Regions from separate parts of the Mus musculus genome. Here region 2 is linked to region 1. A link is a contact called in public HiChIP or PLAC-seq data. All regions are on one chromosome and are shown on one strand. Each heading gives the region's core, a stretch centred on a gene start, on an enhancer-like site or on the middle of the called end of the contact. The rest is flanking DNA. Distances are from core to core; before and after follow the strand shown.

Region 1 (6,516 bases), core at 1,955-4,454:
TACACAATAAGAACTAGTGAAATAGGAAAATCACACAAAAAATAAAAAGATAAAAAACCGAAACTCTGAAAAATGGCTAAATGTGCAGAAACGTGTGGACATGGCACACCATGATGCTTCCAGGCATTACTAGTCAGAAGCAGAGTGGCTCTGGTGCAGGCCTGAGCAGTGGCTCCTCAAAACCAGAACTGGGATTTGAAATCGTGATGGTCAGGAAGGTGCTGATTTAGCCACACCTGACTTAGACCTTAGCCATAGCCTAGATAATAATGATCACTAAGGCTTAGAAGAATTGTTATTCTCTCTCTCTCTCTCTCTCTCTCTCTCTCTCTCTCTCTCTCTCTCTCTCTCTCCCTGTGTGTGTGTGTGTGTGTGTGTGTGTGTGTGTAAAATCCAGAAGAGGGCCTCAGATCTCCCGGAACTGGAGGCACAGCAGGTTGGGAGCCATGTGACATGAGTGTTGGGAGCTGAACTCAGCTCCCCTGAAAGAGCAGTGCCTGTTCTTCATCACCGAGCCATAGCTCCAGCCCCAGTCTCTGAAACATGGTGGTTTCCTGATCTTAATCCCTTAGCTCGTAGCTAGGTGGTCAGTACTTGCAGCACATTGCCATAGGTTTAGGTAAAGTTCACTTGGCTTTGAGCTGCTTGGTTTGCCTCTTGTCCCTTAACCCCAGGGTGACCACACAGTTCCCTAACCCCAGAGTGACCACTCAGACCCCTGACACCAAAGTGATAACAAAATCTCCTTGACTTCTTCTAATACAATTGTGCTAATTTTAAAATTATTTTTTTTATTGAATTTTGTGTGTGTGTGTGTGTGTGTGTGTGTGTGTCTGCCTGTGTCACAGCACATATGTAGAGGTCAGAGAACTACAGCTGGTAGGAGTGAGTTTTCTCCTTACTCATGTGGGTTTGAGGTTTGAACCCAGGCCATCAAGCTTGGCAGCAAACACCTTACCTTCTAAACCATCTTGACAGCCCATCCCTTTATTTTTTGCTTTTGGGACTTCTATCTATTGGAGAGTGTGAGATAAGGATATAGTTTTCTTCCCAGTCTAGAGGCGATCATTCCACGGCTGTCTGTCAAATAACATTTCTTTCTGCAAACAGTTTACATCATATCTTATTTAGACCAATGACTCAGTGGGCAAGATTCTCTGGGTTTTACTTAGTTCTGTTCATTTGGCTGTCTTTGGGGTACTATTATCTCACCATTTAAAATATCTCTTGCGCCAGTGAAATGGCTCAGTGGGTAAAGGAATGTACCCCAAAAGGCTTGAGGATCTGAGTTCAAGACCAAGGTCCACACAGTGAAAGGGAAAGAAAACCGAATTGTCCTATGACCTCCACACACGGCACATGGCACACGGCATGCCTGCCCACTCATGCAGATACACACTCATAAAAAAACACGTTCTCTAAGTTTATGAAATTATAAATCTTAGAGGGAATCCAGATGGGGCCAGCCAGGTGGAGCTGTGTAGCGCACTCACTGCTGAGACTGCCTGGCTGGCTTCCATCCCTTTGACCCATGTGGTGACTGAGACAGTGGACACCCAAAAGTTGTCCCTCAACGTCCACGTGTTTGCCATGGTGTGATGCATGCATCAATACATGCTCAAGCACACACAATAAATAACATTTTATTCTGCTATTTTATATGTGCGGGTGATTTGCTGGCTAGCATGTCTGTGCATCCTGTTAGAGTACGGTGGCCTTGGAGGCCAGAAAAGGGTATCAGATCGCCTAGACCTGGAGGATGGTTGTGAGCCGCTATGTGGGTGCTTGGAATTGAACCTGGGTCCTCTGGAAGACCACCCCCTGCTCTTAACTGTTTAACCATCTCTCTAAACCTCTGTGCACGCGCACATGTTGTATGTATATTTTTTTGGTTAATTTTGGAACAACTTGTAAAATTCTACAGAAAACACCACAAAGTTGTAAATGCTGTTAACATTGGTTTTAACTATTTGGAGGTGAACGTCCTGCATTTTCCAAACTGCTTAAACTCTGTAATTGGATGCTGAATTTGTTAATTTTCTCACTGCTATGACAAGTTACCTAACCAACTTAAGAAAAGAGGAGTTTATTTTATCATACATTAGGAATGTGGGCCATCATGACTGGGAAGGCATAGTGCATCATGACAGGAGTGTGAAGGCCTGCCATGACCAGGAAGGCATGCAGCAGGAGTGTGAAGACCCACCATGACAGAGGAGGCATGCAGCAGGAGTGTGGAGCAGTTGGCCCCACTGTCTACAGTCAGGAGCAGAAAGTGATATTTGCTGGTGCTCAGCTCACATCTTCCCTTATGCTCAGTCAAAGTTTTCAGCCCAGAGATCCTAGTTTTACTGTGGATCATCCCACCACAACGTAATCTAGGTAAGACTCCACAGACACGCCAGGAGATTTGTTTCCATGGTGATTTAAAACCCCATCAAGTCCACAACTAAGATGCATTCAGTAAGAGAGCATATCTTTGGACAGGGATAAACATTGGTGGAGTGCCTGCTTCTTGCAGCCATAGTCCCAGAAACTCACAGAGGCAGAGCCACCCTCTGCCCTCCTGTGGATTAAACTTTTCAACTGTTAAAAGGGAGAAACATGGCTTTTGTGAATTGGAGAAGGATTAATGTTCTTAAGAGCTAAATGAAACAGGTTGGAATTGTGTGTTCTGTGTGGGTTACCGTGTGTGACGCACACCTAGTAAACAACTGTATTAACGATATTACTCATCTCCTCCATGTTTTTGTTTCTACTTTGCCTACTTGACTTGACAAAGACTAAACAATGCAATAATGTCAGGGTAGCTCATTAAGACAGTGATGGTGCAGGATTCATCTTGGTACTCCTAATAGCTTTTGGTTATATATTGCTTTTTTTAAAGTACCATTTATTAGATTTTTTAATATAGAAAATGTTAAAGAATAATCCTACCATCAACATAATCCTTAAAAAAATTGCTCAGACAAAGGGGGAAGAGGGAGGGGGAGGGAAAGAAAGAAGGAGAGGGAGGACTGAGGGTGAGAGAGAGGAAAGAGGGAGGGAGGGAGAGGGAGGGAGGGAGAGGGAGGGAGGGAGGGAGAGGGAAAGAGGATGAATTCAGATCGTCCATACAAACAAAGCCTCAAGCTCTCCGCTTCGTTATCTGCTGTGGTTTGTACCTGGAGTGTTCTCCGTGTTCTGTGAGTTTGTCACAGACCGTGAGAAAGAAAGTAATCATAGCAGTAGTAATAATGTGGTCCCTTTGAAAAGTGCCTTCATTCAGCTTTGGCCTGACCACAGATGAATGAGAACCACGGGCTCCAGCTCCCACCTGCTAGTCCAGCTTCCATCCTCAACCCAGACCAAAAAAAGTTTACAACAGAGACACGGCCAAGCTGGGAGCTGTGGCAGGATCCTGAGCTTTATAAACTTTAAAATAGGATTAAAAGGTAGAGATGAAACCATGCGTGCTTTCAAACAGACGGACGGTGGCAGAGGGAACCACAAGACCTGAGAGTCGTGTAAGACACAGTCTGCCCCTCCTGACCGTCCTGACCCTCCTGACTCAGTCAGTGAGGAAAGGAAGGAAAGGACCCACATTAAAACAAAACAAAAACCAACCAACCAACCAACCAAAAAACCAAAACTGGTCTTTGTGCTCTTGTGGTGCAACCACCATTCTGAGCTGAGTCGGACCTCTCTCTCTCTCTCTCTCTCTCTGTGTGTGTGTGTGTATGTGTATATATTATGTATGTGTATATATATATATATTGTCTCACTTGGGCTACTCTGAGTCTCAGGTGCTCTTATTACGGGATGGAGAGCAGGTCTTCATGCCTCACTCGGATTTGATATCCAGGATGGAGCTATCAAGACACTATCAGACGACTAGGGCACGTCCCTTTCCTTTGTTTTGTTTCATGGCCACAGTTGAGCATTTCCCTCCACATACATCCTCTCTCCATGGTGCTTGCTGTCTTGTCCCTTTCCCAAATCAATGGGGCCAACTGGTCACCCACGGGAACCCCCAATGCTATCTTTGCAAGTTGATGATCTCAGGCAGTTTGTTATAATAACCCACTCTCCTTAGGGTGACCCAAAGGGAGCCACCAGAAGCGGTGTGTCAAGCTTCACCCATGGTGTTGTCTCTTTCCACCATCATTGTCCCACAGAGCCTCCTGCTTCTAGAAGCTCACAGTGAGTTGAGTTGTTTTCAGAACTATGGTCCACTGGGTTCATACCCTGCTCCTCTTGACAATGCCTCTTGCTCTGAAGGTTATGCCTAGAACACCGTTCTAGTTTTATTTCTGTTGCTGTGATCAAATAACCTGAGAAGCAACCTTGATGAGTAAAGGTTAATTTTAGCTCACAGTTCTGTGTTCTGATCCATCACAGTAAGGCAGGAGCCTCAAACTGCTGTTCACATCACAGCCACAGTCATGAGCAGAGAGAAACGAGCATACACATGCTCATTGGTCAGTTTGTGCGCAGCTATACCCTTAAACAGTTCAGGACCCCCTACCTAGGGAGTGGTGTTGCCCATGGTGGGCTGGGTCTTCCCAATCCATCACAGACACACTCACAGGCCAATCTGATGTAGACAGTCCCTCACAGAGACTCTCTCCGGGTAATTCTAGGTTGTGTTGCACTGACCCTTAAAGCTAACCATCACACACCACAACTAGAAACCAAATATAATTATTAAAAAAGCTTACATTGTTCCTCCTGTTGAAAATCCTCCTCCATGGGAATTTTTGACTTTTTAAAAAAGCCTGAGAAGGGCTGGGCTGGTGCCCTTTAACACTCTGCTAGTTTCATTTCAAGCCACCTTCCCTAAAAAAATTTTTGTTTTAATCTTTTTTTCTTCCTCCTCTCCTCTCCCTCATCTCCAGTGCTAAAGCTCAAGCCAGGGCCTCCCACACACATCAGGCAAGCATTCTACCACTGAGCTATATCACCAGCTTGAACAATTAAATTTCTATCAAAGACTATGGATGTGGTTTAGAAGTCAAACAGCACAATGCCTGCCGATGACAAAAGGCGCTGTGGCAGTTTGGGTATGCTTGACTAGAGAGTGGCACTCTTGGGAGGTGTGGCCTCGTTAGAGTAGATGTGGTTTTGTTGGGAAAAGTGTGTCACTGTGAGGGTAGACTTTTAGACACTCCTCCTAGCCACATGGGAGCCAGTGCTCTCCTATCTGCCTTTGGAACAAGATGTAGAACTCTCAGCTCCTCCTGCACCATGCCTGCCTGGACACTGCCATGTTCCTGCCCTGATGATAATGGACTGAACCTCTGAACCTGTAAGCCAGCCCCAATTAAATGTCCTTTATAAGAGTTGCCTTGGTCATGGTGTCTGTTCACAACCCTAACTAAGACAGGCACCATTCCTGCTATACTCCCATTGTCCCTCCCTGAGAGCATGCTGTGTTTGACGAGTGTCCTCTAAAGGTCTTGGTCCTCAGGGTGGAAGGGATGTGTGTGTGTGTGTGTGTGTGTGTGTGTGTGTGTGTGTGTGTGCTACATTTGTGCAGATGCCCACAGAGGCACCAAATCCCCTGGTGGCATGACCTCCTGACCTCCTAACCTTCTGACCTCCTGACCTGACATGGGAACTTTTTTCTTGTATCATGTATTTGATGATATCCTTTCTGTTTGTTCTTTGTTATTGTTGTTGTTGTTGTTGTTTTTAACTACATCATCTATTGTCATTAATTCTCTCCTTCCTTTTTTGCTTTTGTTTTTGAGACAGGGTCTTACTCTAGCCCAGGTTCTCCTGGAACTCATAGCAATCCTCTTGCCTCAATCTTTCTGAGGCCTCACACACACCTCTTCTGGATTCCCTTTGATTTTCAACCCCGCTGTGTTTCCTAGGCATTTCCTTCCAATTCTATCATTTTGACCTTATTTTATGGCCCCTGTGCTGCCTTATCTTTCCCAGGATATTAGTAACACGTGCTAGTATATGTACCACCTCTTTTCCCTCCTGGTTTCTTCTTTCTCTTTACCTAATGCTTGATCTCTGTCTTTCATCATAGAATTCTCACACACACCTGTCAGTGCCCTGCTGTCATTCTTATTCAAATGTGGTGTGATGAGGTGGAGACAGGCTGATAGGATGCTCTGGGCACCCCCAGGGAAGTCAGCAAGAGGGCCCTGCCATTGGAGGGCATCGTACCATCTCTGAAAATGGCTTTCCCAGAACACAGCTCCCTATCTGGCTGGCCTGAAGTAAGAAGGGGATGTGGGCACTGCTCTCACAGCAGTAAGTGCTGTGAGCTGTGTTAGGGACAGGTCTTTCCTGCTGTAGCTTACAGTAACACCCCCAGGGTTAGCCTGGTCTCTCCCTTTCCTCAGTTGCTGTCCCAGGTCCAGAAGTCTCCAAGCCCCCATCTCAGAGGCACTGCCTTGGTAGGAAGTGTGGGTGGTCCCTGACTGTAGCAAGCTGTCCCTGTCTCTCCTGCTACTCCCTCTATCCCCGTGGTCGTGTACAGCCCTTCCCTGGGCCTTCCCCGGCTGCACGGGCTTGGCT
Region 2 (6,516 bases), core at 1,285-3,784, 570 kb before region 1:
GGCAGCCCCAGACCTGAAGACTCACCTATAGCTTCTCCACAAAGTTCTCCACTGGGTGCTGAGGGCACAGAAACTTACTTTTCTGTCCAGCCTTCAGGGAGCTTATACAAGGTCTTGCCTTTTGCATTATCCTATCTAATGATACTGCTATTGTTTCAGTCTGGTATTCTGGCTCTTGCTGTCTATGTGTCTCTCTCCCATGATGTTTCTTAGCCATCTCCAAGGAAGTCTACTCCTACAAACTCTAATTAGAAATTCTACCATGCCTCAATGTCTGTCCACCACCTGCCCACATCCAGTGACAATTACTTCCATTAGGCCTTTTCAGGCAGTAAAATACTAACTAGGGGACAGGGAGGCAGAAAAATGTACTGAAGCAAACTTAGCAATTCAAGAACAATCTAGGGGCTGTGTAGGTGCCAGAGGTCCAGAGGATCCAGCTCTCCCTCTCTAAGGGCTGTTTTAATAAATCACAACAGGAACAGCAGCTAGCACAAAAGGTAACGCTTACCCACACCAGACATAGTTCCAAGCTTTCTATCTAATACCTACTACTGACCTGCAAGGTTGATAGCATTTATCACCATGTAACTAAGCCAGAAAAACTTATGGAATCCACCAGGATCAAACACATCAGTAAGGACAAGGTCAGGCTGGGAGCAGACTGGCTCCAAGGCCTTGATGACCTTTCCTGAATTGAGTAGTGGCTTGAAGGTCAGCCCTCAAAGAATGGGATCTCCCTGACAGGTAAGACCACACCAGTAGCCCTCCCTGACCATCACCCTTCATATGACATAGAGTCACGTGTAGGCTTGGGAACAGTGTTGTGCAGCCTTGGTTCTCACAGCTCCACATTGATCATAATAAAAACAGGGGCACGCCTTTAATCCCAGCACTCGGGAGGCAGAGGCAGTCGAATTTCTGAGTTCGAGGCCAGCCTGGTCTACAGAGTGAGTTCCAGGACAGCCAGGGCTACACAGAGAAACCCTGTCTCAAAGAAAAAAAAAAAAGGCAGTTTTCACAGTTGGCTCCTTAGTTTACTACTTACTGTCAAGCCTATTTTCCTAACACCTTCAGCTCAGGGTTTTTCCTGCTAGAGGAGACAGAGGTGGGAGGAAGAAAGGAAGGAAACAAAAAGGAGGAGCTAAGCTCTTCTCCCTTTGCTGACACAAACAAGACATGTCTCTGAAGACTCCTAACTAAAGGTCTCCCAGGCTTAGAATGTGGACCAGATAGGCAGGTGGGAGGCCACTCAGCCCAATACACACACAGAGTAAATAGTCTGCACTATTTCATCAGACACCTGAGAAAAAAGGCAGTTTCTTGATGCTTTTCTTCTAAGTTGGTACATCTTTCAGAAGGCTGCTTGAAAATGAAGTCAGAATTTGGGCTGAGGAATAAGTCAGTAGTGGAACACTCACCTCACATATTGTCCTGAGTTCAGGTCTCAGCACAAATATTAATTTGTACGCACTGACTAACAACCCTGCTTACTTAAAGGCAATGACCCTAAGAAGTACTTCAACAGGACACAGGAATCCAGAAGACTGTCGTTACTTAAGAAAATCCAAACCCAGCAGATAGCCCAGTACTCTGTGCACCTCATGTGTTCATGCTTAGGTGCTTAACACATTTATGGTTTTGGTCTTGTTGTTTTTCGTTTTTTTAACAACTGTGTTCTTATTAGGTAGTGATCTTCATGAGAAAATAAGATTTTTCTCTGCCTAGAAGATGTCTCCATCTAGATTTCTGGCACAAAGTAACTATAGATTACAGGAATTAAGAGTATTGAAACACGTAACACTATTACAGTGTTAGGCAAATATAATGTAACACACAAATGAAATTGTAATTGCTATATCCTTGGAAATGGTTACAGGAATCAGACAGCCTGAGGAGCTGTTCCATGTGTGAAATGCCTGCCGCTGGACACAGTGGTGCACATCTGGGGTGGGGGTGAGGACATGGACCAACACAGGCAGATCCTGAGAGCTCTCTGGCCAGCCTACCTAGACAAAAAATTTTAAGGGCCAGGTTTTTTGAGATATTGTCTAAGCCTAAGGTGGAAAAGCAACTGAAAAAGGTACTGGCCTCTGGTTTCACCTGTGTATGTATGCATGGGTCCATGTGAGGGTTATCTCAGTTTTATTAGGAAGGCAGAATCACTTCATAACTTTTAAATTATTTTAAAAACTATGTAATTTAAAATTATTCTAGGTGTTCTGTAAAGCTGTTGTTTTTGCACCTCAGAAATGAAAATGGGAGGGAAAATAATGCTCTTTTGTAGATCAAATCTGACTTGAGAGCAGACATGAGGCAGCCACTGGTGAGGCTGGAGAGGCTGCTCCCAGCTCACCCCTGGCACCTGAGTCTATTCCTGCTCAAGGGGAGAAAGACCTAGAATTCTCACACATCGCATGCTGCACAATCCAATCTTCCTAAGTCTCAGACAAAGGAGTCTGTCTGAAAGGGACAGGAGGAGCTCCTTCAGCGCAATCTCTCATGAGGACTACGAGAGTTTGCTGGTTTCAAACAGCAGGGGGTGCCAAAGGGATCACTATTAATCCCAGGAGATAGCCAGGAGAGGGAGATTAGAGGTGTAGGTTAGCCTCACTTAGGTTAGGCTCACCCGCAGCTGCACGGGTCCCACCTGCAGGCCTTAGCATTCCTCAATGGAAAGTGGAAGCAACAATTCAGAGCTGAATGAGCTGCTGCTGCAGATGATGCGCAGACATCTTAGCAACACCACTGTCTGCTACAAATAGTGCAGACTCCTGAGGCAGCAATACTTAGACTCATTGCTGCTCTGAATCAACAGGCTTTAAGAGCGATGGTTGGAACCCCTCTTGGGTCTTGTTAGGCAATCTATTAATAAAGGTAGATATAACATTACATATAGAGTTATTTAATGATCTGTTGATTTTCAATATAAGAGAGTCTTTTTATATTCCAATGAATTTTATTTTATGTACGTACACATACTTTTCTGAGAATGATGTTTTAAGGCTTTCCCAGATTGACAGAAGCACAGAGCAGGCAGAGTCTAATGGAAGGCAACAGAGGAAAAACAAAGAGAGTCTGAACCAGTTGGAGAGAAAAGTATTTTAAGTCACAATAGAAAAATGGCCACAATATGCATTTTCATTTAGGCTGGTGTCCTTGATTAGAAAGGGGCAAACCCAGATACTCCTTCCCAGGCTCCTAGTCACCACTGCTCACAGAGGTGACATCTGTAGACATGCTGTTCCCAGATCTATCACAGGCTGCACATGTCCTGCACATGTCCTAGGTACAGAAGCACAAAACAGCAATGCACATGTTCCCAAATTGTTCTGCAAGTAACCAGGTGAGCAGATGTTCCAGGTAACACACATAATTCCCCTGATAAACAAGGCTAGAAGGTCAGGTGACACACCAAGGAAGTACTCACATTCGAACAAAGAGCGACTCTTTGGAGGTCAGACCAGGAGAGGAGTATTTTTCAACCAGGGCCAAAGTACTGAAGCCAAACTTATGAATGGGCTCATTGGAATCCAGTGGCGGAAAATCCGTGTCGACCTCCCCATCATCCTCAGCAATATGCAGGCAGTAGGCACTGACATTGTCACTGAAAACAAAACCATAAAGGCAAGTGAGTGCTGCAGGAAGGGACATGTAACCAGACAGTATGGCCCAGCCAGCACATCAACCCTGCTGTTCTCTACCCTCAGTCCAGGATATGCTGAGCATCCCTAACACTTGTTAAAAAGACAAAAGTATCTTTTTCACACGTGTCATTTCTCTAACATTCACTGGACACTTATTAGAGATAAGACCTAGAACTAAGTCCTTGAGATGAAAAGTGAGATTTAATGTTGGCTCAAAGGAAGCTCATAATACAGAGGGGGAGTAAGCACTCCAGTACAGCACTACAGAATACACTGGCAAACAAAGGGAAAGGACTGCTGGAGAGGCCCTGATGCACACCCAGGGAAGCCTGGTAACTAAGACTAGCCGCAGACTTCCTTCCTTAAAAAGTAGCTGCTTCTTTGGGTAAGATCTGATTCCAAACACCATAGAACCTTAGCTGAATAAAAGCAAATGGCATGATTTACCCTGGTGCTCATACCTGGTCCTTGGACCACTTCTGGACACGTTCTGTTTCTCTATCATGTCCAGCCAGAAGTCTTGACCTTTTAGAATCAACAAACACCTTTCCCCTTGAGGGACAATAAAAAGGCAATTTATACATACTGATAGGACACTAACACAATTTACAAGTTAAAATTAGGGCTAGCTATAGTTGGTAGAGTGCTCATCGAGTATGTATAAAGTCCTGTGTCTAATCCTCAGCACTGCATAAATCAGATGTGGAGGATTTTAATCCCAGCACTTAGAAGGTAGAGGTAGAAGGATGACAAGTTCAAGGTTATCCTTGGCTACATAGCTAGCAGGCCTGGGATACACAAGACCTGTGACTGTGTAAATAAATGAATGCTGAAACCACTGGTGTGCTCCAGAGAGGGCTGGGAAATCACAAGCCTGCTAGCATGAAGGCAGGCAGCTTCAGAAGTATAATCTAATAGTTCAAAAGGCAGGAGAACTCTAAATTCTGCAGCTCAAATTTGGAATTTTAATTATGTGATTGATGCTTTAATTAATTAATTCCAAAGTGTATGCTAATTGTTTAATTGGTTGCTTGATCTATATAGATCATTTTTTGAATTAAATGAGTTGATTTACAAAGTTTATTGATTGGATGTGACAATGAATTATTGCACTGACTACCTGATTTGCAATTTTCCCAGTTAATTCACAATCTTTAGCTGCAACTCTGTGTACCGAGAGAGCCTAATTCAGGGAATCTACACTCAGTGTTTCTGTCAAGGCTGGGAAGTATTTATTGTATAAAACAGGTAATAGGGACAGATGAAAATTAATGGAAACATAAATCTGCTAAGTGGATTGATAACTTTACATTGTCACTTTACATTACATGTGTTTGCAATGTTGGTAAGAAAAAAGTTCCTGTCTGAGTGTGGGAACTCCTAGATTTTTACAGCAATCTGTCTATCACAAAGTGTGTGCAGAAATAGATGCTCTTTAGAGGCAAAAATGGCATGGGAGACCCAAGTTAAATTATCAGCTCCATGGCTCTTGGGCTACATGAGTTCAGAATAAGCATCAATAGTCCTATTTTCCATTTCTACATCCATAACAAGGTCCTAATGTCCTAATTCAGGATTAGATTCAGTGATGTATATAGATCCTATAGCAAGCACACAGAATCTAAAGATGAGATGACTATAGTAAGGTCAGATGGGAACCAGCTTAACGATGTACAGAGTAGCAACAGGGCAGCTCATTCTGGGCAGGTCTCTCTCTGAGTTTAATGGGGCTGCTATGCTGCAGTCTTGGGGCTGCTGTAGCTCTAGGGTTTTATAAGCAGGGCAGATGGGATAGGACAAGCAAGAGACAGCACAGATTATTTTTTGCCATGCAAATCAATCTGAGAGATGTCTGATTCCCCAATACCACAGAAGTTCAAGGTATCAAGGCAGAAAGCCCAATGCTAATATCAGAAGAATCCTGCTTTGATTGTCATGGGACACTCCTGAGTCCCCACAAAAACAAATTCAATGAATACCAGAAGCTAAGGTCTGAGAGTAAACCAAAGGGTATGGCTCACCAATCCTGAAATACAAACTAGCAAGTAACTCATTCAAAAGTATCTACACTGTGTTTACTCTGTCCATCCTAAGGAGGACTCCTCTTGTATGGCACAAGTGAGGGCATGAGCAGAGTTTAGCAGCAAACAAGGTTCTAAGCCTTCAACTAAAAATCTAAGGAGATCGTAACTAAACATTCCACTCTACTACCCGCTGGTTGGTTCCCTTGTGCCTCCACAAAGAAATCATCCTCTGACAGAAGTTACTGTTGTTTTCTCTCTTGTGGAGCTGCTTAGGATGCCTCCTGAAGAGCTCCTAAGGCACAACAATGTCACTAGCGATACACACTGGGCATTGTGTACCACACTCTGGGTAAACTGGCTTTGACACAGCCACCAAGAAAAATTTCATATCTCACAGTAGGATCAGTCAGTGTTTCTATTTTAAATACTAGGAAACTGAGGCTGACTGAGGCAAAGTGGCTTGTTTAACATTGGATGGCACATAAATTTCAGAGCTGACATTCAAACCCAGGCAACCAAGAATCCCTTGACCCCCACCAGTCCTGGGGCCAAAGCCATGCTGTCAAGATTTCTCAAGGTGATTAGTTGGTGTCTGAGAAGGAACCATGACACGTTAATTTTTGTTGTTCTTTTTAATGAGGAACTTGGAGAGATTTATGTGACCCTCCTCACATCTACAACTGGGGAAAGGAGACACAGAGAAGGAAGCCTGTGATGAGCTGGTTCATAGACATAGAGGGTGGAGAGGACTAAGGCTTTGTCACCTCTGTTCCGCAACTCATTGATCAAAGCAGAAACTGGTGGTATTTTGAAATGGGAGGGGAAAGAAAGCAGCTGTGGTCCCT

The links. HiChIP or PLAC-seq counts read pairs in DNA pulled down with a chosen protein or histone mark.
Region 2: an H3K27ac HiChIP or PLAC-seq map of T-cell acute lymphoblastic leukemia shows a contact between it and region 1, with 11 times the contacts expected there. The contact joins two enhancer-like sites. A contact is called at or near these places in 1 of 15 datasets of contacts at CTCF or cohesin (large pre-B cells) and 1 of 115 datasets of contacts at active chromatin or transcription factors (T-cell acute lymphoblastic leukemia).

The regions. Positions count from the first base shown.
Region 1 is chr2:33,943,054-33,949,569 of GRCm38.p6, reverse strand. The region is part of intron 1 of Gm39793 (a long non-coding RNA gene); the gene reads left to right. The region is part of intron 1 of Gm13404 (a long non-coding RNA gene); the gene reads right to left. Among named protein-coding and RNA genes, the nearest start is that of Gm13404, 4.1 kb to the right of the region's middle. Within about 2 kb of position 3,204, at least 3 of the 459 cell types and tissues checked have an H3K27ac peak or open chromatin away from gene starts, as enhancers often do. A contact at or near this core is called in T-cell acute lymphoblastic leukemia, where this site is marked.
Region 2 is chr2:34,515,764-34,522,279 of GRCm38.p6, reverse strand. It overlaps Mapkap1 (mitogen-activated protein kinase associated protein 1), which reads right to left. Exons shown (of 12, transcript NM_177345.4): 6 at 3,431-3,607. Among named protein-coding and RNA genes, the nearest start is that of Gm34178, 56 kb to the left of the region's middle. Within about 2 kb of position 2,534, at least 8 of the 459 cell types and tissues checked have an H3K27ac peak or open chromatin away from gene starts, as enhancers often do. A contact at or near this core is called in T-cell acute lymphoblastic leukemia, where this site is marked.